Linked DNA regions of Ovis aries: region 2 is linked to region 1. Evidence: chromatin contacts called from public Hi-C data. All regions are on one chromosome and are shown on one strand. Each heading gives the region's core, a stretch centred on a gene start, on an enhancer-like site or on the middle of the called end of the contact. The rest is flanking DNA. Distances are from core to core; before and after follow the strand shown. Region 1 has its middle 15 kb from the start of MGST2. Region 2 has its middle 37 kb from the start of SETD7.

Region 1 (3,880 bases), core at 511-3,010:
AGCGTGCTGCAGTCGGGGCCTGCGAAGGAGAGAGACGAAGGGAAGCTGATTTTCACAGGGAATAAACGGTCACTGATGCTTTAATCAGTTCATCAGTTAGAGATCCCAAACCAGATCCATCAGGGCTACCACATGACCCCCAGAATGGACTGTTTTGTTTTTTTTTCACAATTACTTGGATTCTTTCAGCTATGTTTATCCTTAACATCACACAATTGAACTTCATGAGCACATTGTGACCACGACTTTTCCTGTGACCTCTTGGGGCTAAAATTAGGCACAAAATGCTGCCCTCTACCCCTATCCATTAGTGATTGGATCCTGTTATGGACTGACTTGTGTCCCCACAGCCCGAATTCATATACTGAAGCTTTAATCCCCAGAACCTCAGAAGGTGACTGTATCTGGAGAGAGGACCTTTAAAGAGGCAATTAAAATGAGGTTGACTGTGGAAAACAGTATGGAAGTGCCTCAGGAAACAAACCAAAAAAATATCCATACGATCCAGCAACCCCACTCTAGATGGGGTTGAAAACTCTAATTTGAAAAGATGCATGCACCTCAGTGTTCAGAGCAGCACTATTTACAATAGCCAAGATGTGGAGGCAGCCCTTCCCTGCCCCTGCCACACACACTCCCCAATAGAATACTATTCAGCCATAAAAAAGAATGAAGTAATATCATTTGCAACAACATGGAAGGACCTGGAGATTATCATACTAAGTGACGCAAATCAAACAGAAAAAGACAAATATTACATGACATCGCTCACATGAAAAACCCCAAAAATAATATAAATGAATCAATATACAAAACAGATATAGACTCACAGACAGAAAACAAACTTGTGGTTACAAAAGGAGAAGCGGGGGCATGAATCAGGAGTATGAGGTTGACTGATACAAACTATTATACATCAAATAGATAAATAACAGGATTTACTGTATAGCACAGGGAATTATAGTCAGTATCTTGTAATAATCCGTAATGGAAAGGAATTGGAAAAAAATATGTAACCCAATCACTTTGCTGAAACACTCGCAACTAATACAATATTGTAGTCAACTATACTTCAATTAAAAAAAGAATAGTAACACACCCACAAATAAAAATAAAAGGAGGCTGTTTGTGTGGCCCTAATCCAGTCTGACTGGTGTCCTTATAAGAAGAGCCGGTAGGACACGCAGAGAGACCAGGGATGTGCACACAGGGAAATGGTCACAGTGAGCCTGGAGAGAAGCCTCAGAAGTAAACAAATGGTCTTCACCTTGATCTTGGACCGCCAGCCCTCAGAACTCTGATCCTTTGTTAGGGCCGCCAGCAGACTAAGACAGGTCCCTTAGATCGGGGGCACGTGTGGGTCCCGGCAATGCTGTGATGTGCCAGGTGTTGGGCCAGTGGGTGGGAAGGGTCTGTGGGAAACGACCCGCCGGTCGCTATGGGGACCGACTGCAGACTGGACTCTGCGCACCACCCCGCCTGCCTGCTGCCCTCACTCTTCAGGACACACTATTCCCTGATGTGGGTGGGACTCCTGCCCTGGTGTCAGAGGTGGAGAGAAAATAGAATCAGAGATGTGGGTTAGCAGTAGGATGGGGAAGGAAGAAAAAAAGCGAATTCATTTATAGTCTGTAAAGAGCCAAGCAAGGATCCCAGTGGGAAACGGGGCCAGGCAGAAGGCTCCGCGTTCCTAAATAGAGCTCTGTTTTGACACTCTCCCAGCAGCTGCTCTCCCCCACGCTTGTCTGTCTCGCCAAGTGAACCGATAGAAGCAGCAGCACTTGAGCCTCTCACGGCGCCACCTGCTGGCGCTCAGGGAGCGGTACAGTGGTTCTTGCGCACAAAGACTTCTCCCCAAAACTTGGAGAAACGCCTTCTGTTGTTCAAGAGGAATAAATAGACGGGTGGATACAGACACTCTGGGGAAGAAAGCAATAGTGCAAAGAGCACTGGACTTGAGTTAAAAGTGGACTCTAGCTTTACATCTTATTCGCTGCATCATCTTGGGCAAATTAATGAACCTCTTTGTGCCTCAGTTTCTTCATGTAACAAATACGAATGACTGATACTGACAAGATCTTGTAAAGGATTCATTGCAATAAAGACCCCCAGAACAGGAAAGCCTCAGCAAATGCTTCATCCCTTCTTTTCTTCAGTCCTCCTTGTATTTTCCCTTCTCTACATGATTTTGTGAATAATCAAATGTTTTTGCTGCTGTAGGCACTGCCTTTTAAATTTTAACGGTGGAGGTGGGGGACGGGGGGTCGGAAGGACCTGAAACTATGAGTTGGGCGAGCAGGAGGGAGTGGGTCCAGGGAGTCCCAGGTGCGACTGGGAGACCCTCAGGTTCTGCCTTTGCAGGAATCAGACCTGGTGTCCTTAGACCTAATTTTGACTTTTCATTTCAGAAGAGGACCCTGCCTCCTAATGATCAGGGACAGGAGGTGGCAGGCTCCCACCACCTCAGGCCTAAAAATATTATAAGTCCATGAACGAGAGCACCATTGACAAGAAATCAGTCAAACGCACCCACGATCTAAACACGTGATGCAAGGGAGACCAGCATTGTGCATATATGGAGCATTCGCCATTTAGCTTGAGAGTGATAGGGAGGAGAAAGAGGAGCGTCGCATGCTGAAAGAGGATCCCAGCATATCTGAAGGCAACTAAAATGTTTCCCCCACACATTTAAAAAAGTAAGTAAATCTGATGGTATCTCTGCTGCTGGCACTGGGCTAGCAGGCATGTGTTTACATATGGGGGCTCCTGCAGATGCCGTGTTCTCTCCCGGGGGCTCCTTCTGCTTTCTCTAATACATTAGCCTTGGGACCCTCGGACAAAGGTCCCAAGCAAAGACTTGGAAAATATTCATTGCACAGGAAAGAAGATTCAGGAACAGGCTTGCAAGCCCTCTGGGGGCCCTGGATCAATGACCTTGACTGTCTTTTGTGTCCAGGGCTCGTGTGTGTGTGTGTGTGTGTGTGTGTGTGTGTGTGTGTGTGTGAATCACTCAGTCATATCCCATTCTTTGAGACCCCACGGACAGTAGCCTGCCAAGCTCCTCTGTCCATTGGATTCTCCAGGCAAGAATACAGGAGTATTCCCTTCTCCAGGGGATCTTCCTGATCCAGGGATCGAATCCGGGTTTCCTGCATTGCAAGCAGATTCTTTACCGTCTGAGCCACCAGGGAAGACTGTTTTGGGCTCCTACTTCTTGCCATATCTGACGAACACACAGGCCCTTCGAACTGAGCCCTCTCCTTTTATCCAGCTCCTCTCTCAGTAAATTGCACTAATGATTTAAATTAAAAGCACTAGTTTACCTGGTTACTTAGGTCTAAACAGAAATGTGAGAATCTTTACCTCCTGCCTGTCCCCACCTCCCCTCTGTATCAGACATATTAGTGCACCACGCCCAAAGCCCTTTGACCTCGTGTCTCTCCTGAATTCTCAGACCTGTGATCTACTAGATGCTGCTGTGGCTGACTGTAGGGTACCTGTAATCTGCCATCTGGGGCCCCTCAGTCACACTCCTGGTGTCCCTGGCTCCTGTCTGAAGTACCAAATTGCAGGGTATGGGGTGCTATCAGAATGCCAAATGATGCAGCCTGGAAGGCTGAGTCATGAACTTGTAACAAGTGTGTCCAGTGGTTTTGGGTATGACAAATTACCCTGAAGTTTGGGAGCTTAAAACAATCGTTTACTTAGGCTGGTGGATTATGTGGGTCAGTAGGGCGCAGAAGGACTGGCTTCTCTCTGCTCTTCCTTCTGAGGCCAGAGCTGGGAGACTCATGACTGCAAGTGACTCTATGCTTGTGCGCTAGAATCATCTGGAAGTACCTTCACTCTGAGGGTGGGCAGTTCCCACTGGCTGTCTGTG
Region 2 (3,880 bases), core at 726-3,225, 47 kb before region 1:
CTGGAAGAGATCAGGTGGGAGAGGCTGGCAGCAAGGAAACCCAGGAGGGTCACCACGCTCTCTTAGCTGGAGTGGTCCTTGCCCACCGTCACTGAAAAGTACAGGTGATGCCCACTGGTATATCAGAAGTATATTTGGACTTTTTCCCTGGTTCCTGGCACAGAACACCTCAATCCCTTGGGACTTCCTGAGTGACAGTGTGTCTTTTGTTCTTCATAAGAAGCCCCCTTTGAGCGCCTCTGAGTTCATGCTAATGAGGTGACTTAATGTGGGGCTCCTAGGTTCCCTCAGATGGAACCTGGGGATAGAAGCTCCTGTAGTCAGATCCCTTCCAGACTCACCCTATGCACCTCTTCAACTGGCTGTATCTTTTATAAATATCCCTTACAATAACGGACAAATGTAAATGTTTTCTGAATTCTGTGAGCTGCTCCAGCAAACTACTGAACCTAGGGAGTGGGTTGTGGGAACTTCTTATTTATAGCCAGTTGGTCAGAAGACTTGTGATTGGTGTCTGAAATGGGGACCATGGGGCTTCAGCCCCGAGCCAGTGAAATCTGAGCGTCAGAACTGAGTTAAATTTGTAGGATACCTAGTCAGTATCTGCTGAGAATCAGAGAACTGCTTGGTGGTGTTGGAAAACATTCCAGACCACCCAACCCAGAACATTGTCCTCCCAATCCAGGGAGGCTAGCAAACCCTAGGGATAGAGAGAGTCATGTTCGGAGGCAGCTATGTCCATCTGTTGCGGCGGGCTTCTTTGAAGTCTTGGCCATTCCCTAAGTCTGGAGCCCACCTCCTGAGATCAATGGGAAGCCTGCAAATGCCAGGAGCTGTTCAGGCAGAAGGAATTCACCAACTCCTGGAGTACTTTATTGTTATCTTTGTTTCCATTTAACCAAGGGCTCTCCAGGGAGAAAAGACATTGCATCATCAAAGCCCGCTCTCATTGGCTGTCCATTCCCCAAGGGGCGGGTTCTCTTTCCAGTCGCTTAGTTCTACTAAGTATTATATGCAGCTCAGAGTCATGTCCTGTCACTTCAGTTTCCAGATTCAATGCCTCTGATGTCATTAGGTTATGGCAAGAGAGTGAGAGAACACAGTGATGGTAAATTTTAGTTGACAGTGTGATGCACCTTAGAGTAAGCTGCTCTGAGCCTCCAGTTTTCCCCTTTAAGGTCACTTTCCACTTTGCATCGCTACATTAATTCATAATGCAATATGCATGAGGGACAGGGATAAGGAAATTGTGACACTAGCTCTTCTATTTAGTGTCTTACAAAATGGGATGCAAATGAATTGGTTCCGTGGGAGCATTTCATCACAAAGCTTCCATCTACGATTCCTACAAGGATGGCTGTCCACGGGCAGATGAGTTTCAGGTGCCATCTCAGTTTTCATTTGCAGGTAAATAATTGAACTGACTTTTTAAAAAGTCTTATATAATTATGTGGAAGAAAAGGGAGAAATTGTTACAGTTTCTTTTCTCCAGACTTGAATTTGATATTCCTTTTGGATGCGAGGAGTTAAAAATGAATGTCTCCGTTTTGGGAGCAGTTAAAAAGCAACATAATTCTAAAGTAAAATTTCACTTAATCTATTAAAGAGTCCCAATCAGTCTATTAAAAAATGTCAAGAATAATATTTCAAAGGGATTGGATTTAAAAATAACCGCTGGGCACGTACTGTAATAAAACTTTTAACAGCTGGTTTATTTTTCATTCCTGTGCTTGTCTTTAGTGAAATTGCTTGGAGGTGAATAGAGCCAGAGTGATGGCCTCGGAGACAAAAGTCCTTTGTTTCTGAAATAGCAGCAAGTAGCATCCTTTGGTGATTTAGACTGTTTCTTGGGAACTTACAGCTGCCTCTAACTAGGCTTGCCCCATTCCAGGCACATTCAATCCCTCTGGGCTGACGAGGCTGGAGGGGCTGGAGGCTCTCCTGGTCTTTCAGATGTGTGGGTGAGGAGGCCCTGGAAGGCGCCGTAACTTGTAACTTTCCAAGTGAAACTGAGGCCTGAAGGCTCCTGGACAGAGCCCTTGCATGCCTATGTAGCTCTTCCAGAGTTACACACCCCACGACTTCATGGTTTCAGAGATGGAGTATCGGGCGGGGGAGATGCTGTTTTTTCTCCCTCTCTCACTTACCCTAGTTTTTCTGGAACATGTATCAGATTCACTGCAGTGATGTCCAAAGGAAACCTTCAATAAAATGGTGTTTTGTGAAGGGTTTCTCTGATTTCAGAGAGGATGGTTTATATCTGAATATTAAGAATTAAAGCTGTCATTGTAGTCTTGTGTGCATGCTCAGTCGTGTCTGACTCTGTGACCCCATGGACTGTAGCCCACCAGGTTCTTCTGTCCATGGGATTCCCCAGGCAAGAATACTGGTGTGGGTCACCGTGTCTTCCTCCAAAGGATCTGCCTGACCCAAGGATCAAACCCAGGTATCTTATGTCTGCTGCATTGGCAGGTGGGTTCTCTACCACTTGAACCATCAGAGAAGCCCCAATTAATGCAATGTTGTAATTCAAATTTCAGGCTTAAGAGTTATGCTGGGTTGGGCCCCTGGATTCAACATTCATTTGCTGCATGGCCTTGTAAATGGAAACTTTCTGAGCCTCAGTTTACTTTTCTGTAAAACTGGGATACAAAATCTACATCATAAACTTGATGTGTGGATTAAATAAGATTAAATGCATGTATACATATACAATACTTTACAATATACAAATTTATGTGTACAGTGCTTAGCACAATGCCCAGCACATGTAAACACTCAAAGTAATTTGATTTCTTCTTACCAACTTTACTTTTATAAATCTGATCCTTTGCTCAAAAGTTCCAGATCGCTGAAATCTTTTCTCTCTGTAAGATAAACTGACAGTGTGACTCTGGTGAACTAGGGTAGAGAAAGAAGTACTTCTGGTCCCCTTGTAGGGTGTCCCTCTCTTTCCTTGGTTTTGGGAGGCTCCAGGATGGGTCAGTTTCCCTGGTATCTCCAGCGCCACCCTGAGCAAGCTGAGACTTTTCTGTCAGGTACAAGGATATGGAGGTCTGCAGAGGAGCCATGGGCTGGATTCCTCTTCCAGAGGAGGGCTCTAACTGTTCCTGATAATTTCTGTCTTTTGCTGGAATTGGGAACAGTCTACTGTGCTTTAGAGGACAGAACATTTCCAATCCTTAAAAAAATCTTTCTAAAGAAGTGTCTTGGCACAGAGCGGAGACTCAGATGATCCTGGTGATGATGGTCTTTTCTCCCATCAGTCTGTTCACAACCACGGACTCCCCAGGGCTGAGGAGCCTCCTGGGAACACAGGTTCCTACCAACCTTGAGGACGACTTACTGTCAAGGGCTGAAGGAGGACTCTTTCCTGAACTGCCTCCCACCCAGGCAGCATGACTTCATCCCCTGCGGAGAGAAGAGGGCTTCGTGCCTGAAAGGGCTTGTGACTAAGTCTTGTGACATTCTGAGGTTCAAGGACCTGTGTGCTGTCAACCCTTTAACTGAGTGTAGCTGGGGATGTTCTGATTTCATGAGAGAGAGGAGTCTTGTTGCCTGCAGAGTTTCAGAGCCGTACCAGCCCCGCGGGCACCCAGGGAGGCAACCTCCAGCTTGGAGGGGCTCTTCTGGGGTCAGGGTGGAGGTCCCCTCTCAGCCAAGCTTGCAACTATAGGGACACTATAAATACACACCCTGGGGATTCCCAAGTATACTCAAGAGAGGGGAATTTGGATGTCAAGCTGGTGGAAGCTGTGAGTCATGGAGATCTGAACATGAATATTGATGAAATCCCATTTGTGGTCACAGGCCAGTGAGGCCTCAGATATTTTGGCTACAGAGACACCGAAGCAACTTCCACAAGATGTATTTTTTAGGA

What was found. Hi-C and Micro-C count contacts between places; a contact is called where the count stands out from the background.
Region 2: a Hi-C map of hypothalamus shows a contact between it and region 1, with 2.7 times the contacts expected there. The contact joins two enhancer-like sites. A contact is called at or near these places in 10 of 16 Hi-C or Micro-C datasets (blood, hypothalamus, liver and 6 more).

Annotation. Positions count from the first base shown.
Region 1 is chr17:18,139,436-18,143,315 of ARS-UI_Ramb_v3.0, reverse strand. No RefSeq gene overlaps it. Among named protein-coding and RNA genes, the nearest start is that of MGST2, 15 kb to the right of the region's middle. Within about 2 kb of position 1,760, at least 11 of the 54 cell types and tissues checked have an H3K27ac peak or open chromatin away from gene starts, as enhancers often do. A contact at or near this core is called in hypothalamus, where this site is marked.
Region 2 is chr17:18,186,611-18,190,490 of ARS-UI_Ramb_v3.0, reverse strand. No RefSeq gene overlaps it. Among named protein-coding and RNA genes, the nearest start is that of SETD7, 37 kb to the left of the region's middle. Within about 2 kb of position 1,975, at least 7 of the 54 cell types and tissues checked have an H3K27ac peak or open chromatin away from gene starts, as enhancers often do. A contact at or near this core is called in hypothalamus, where this site is marked.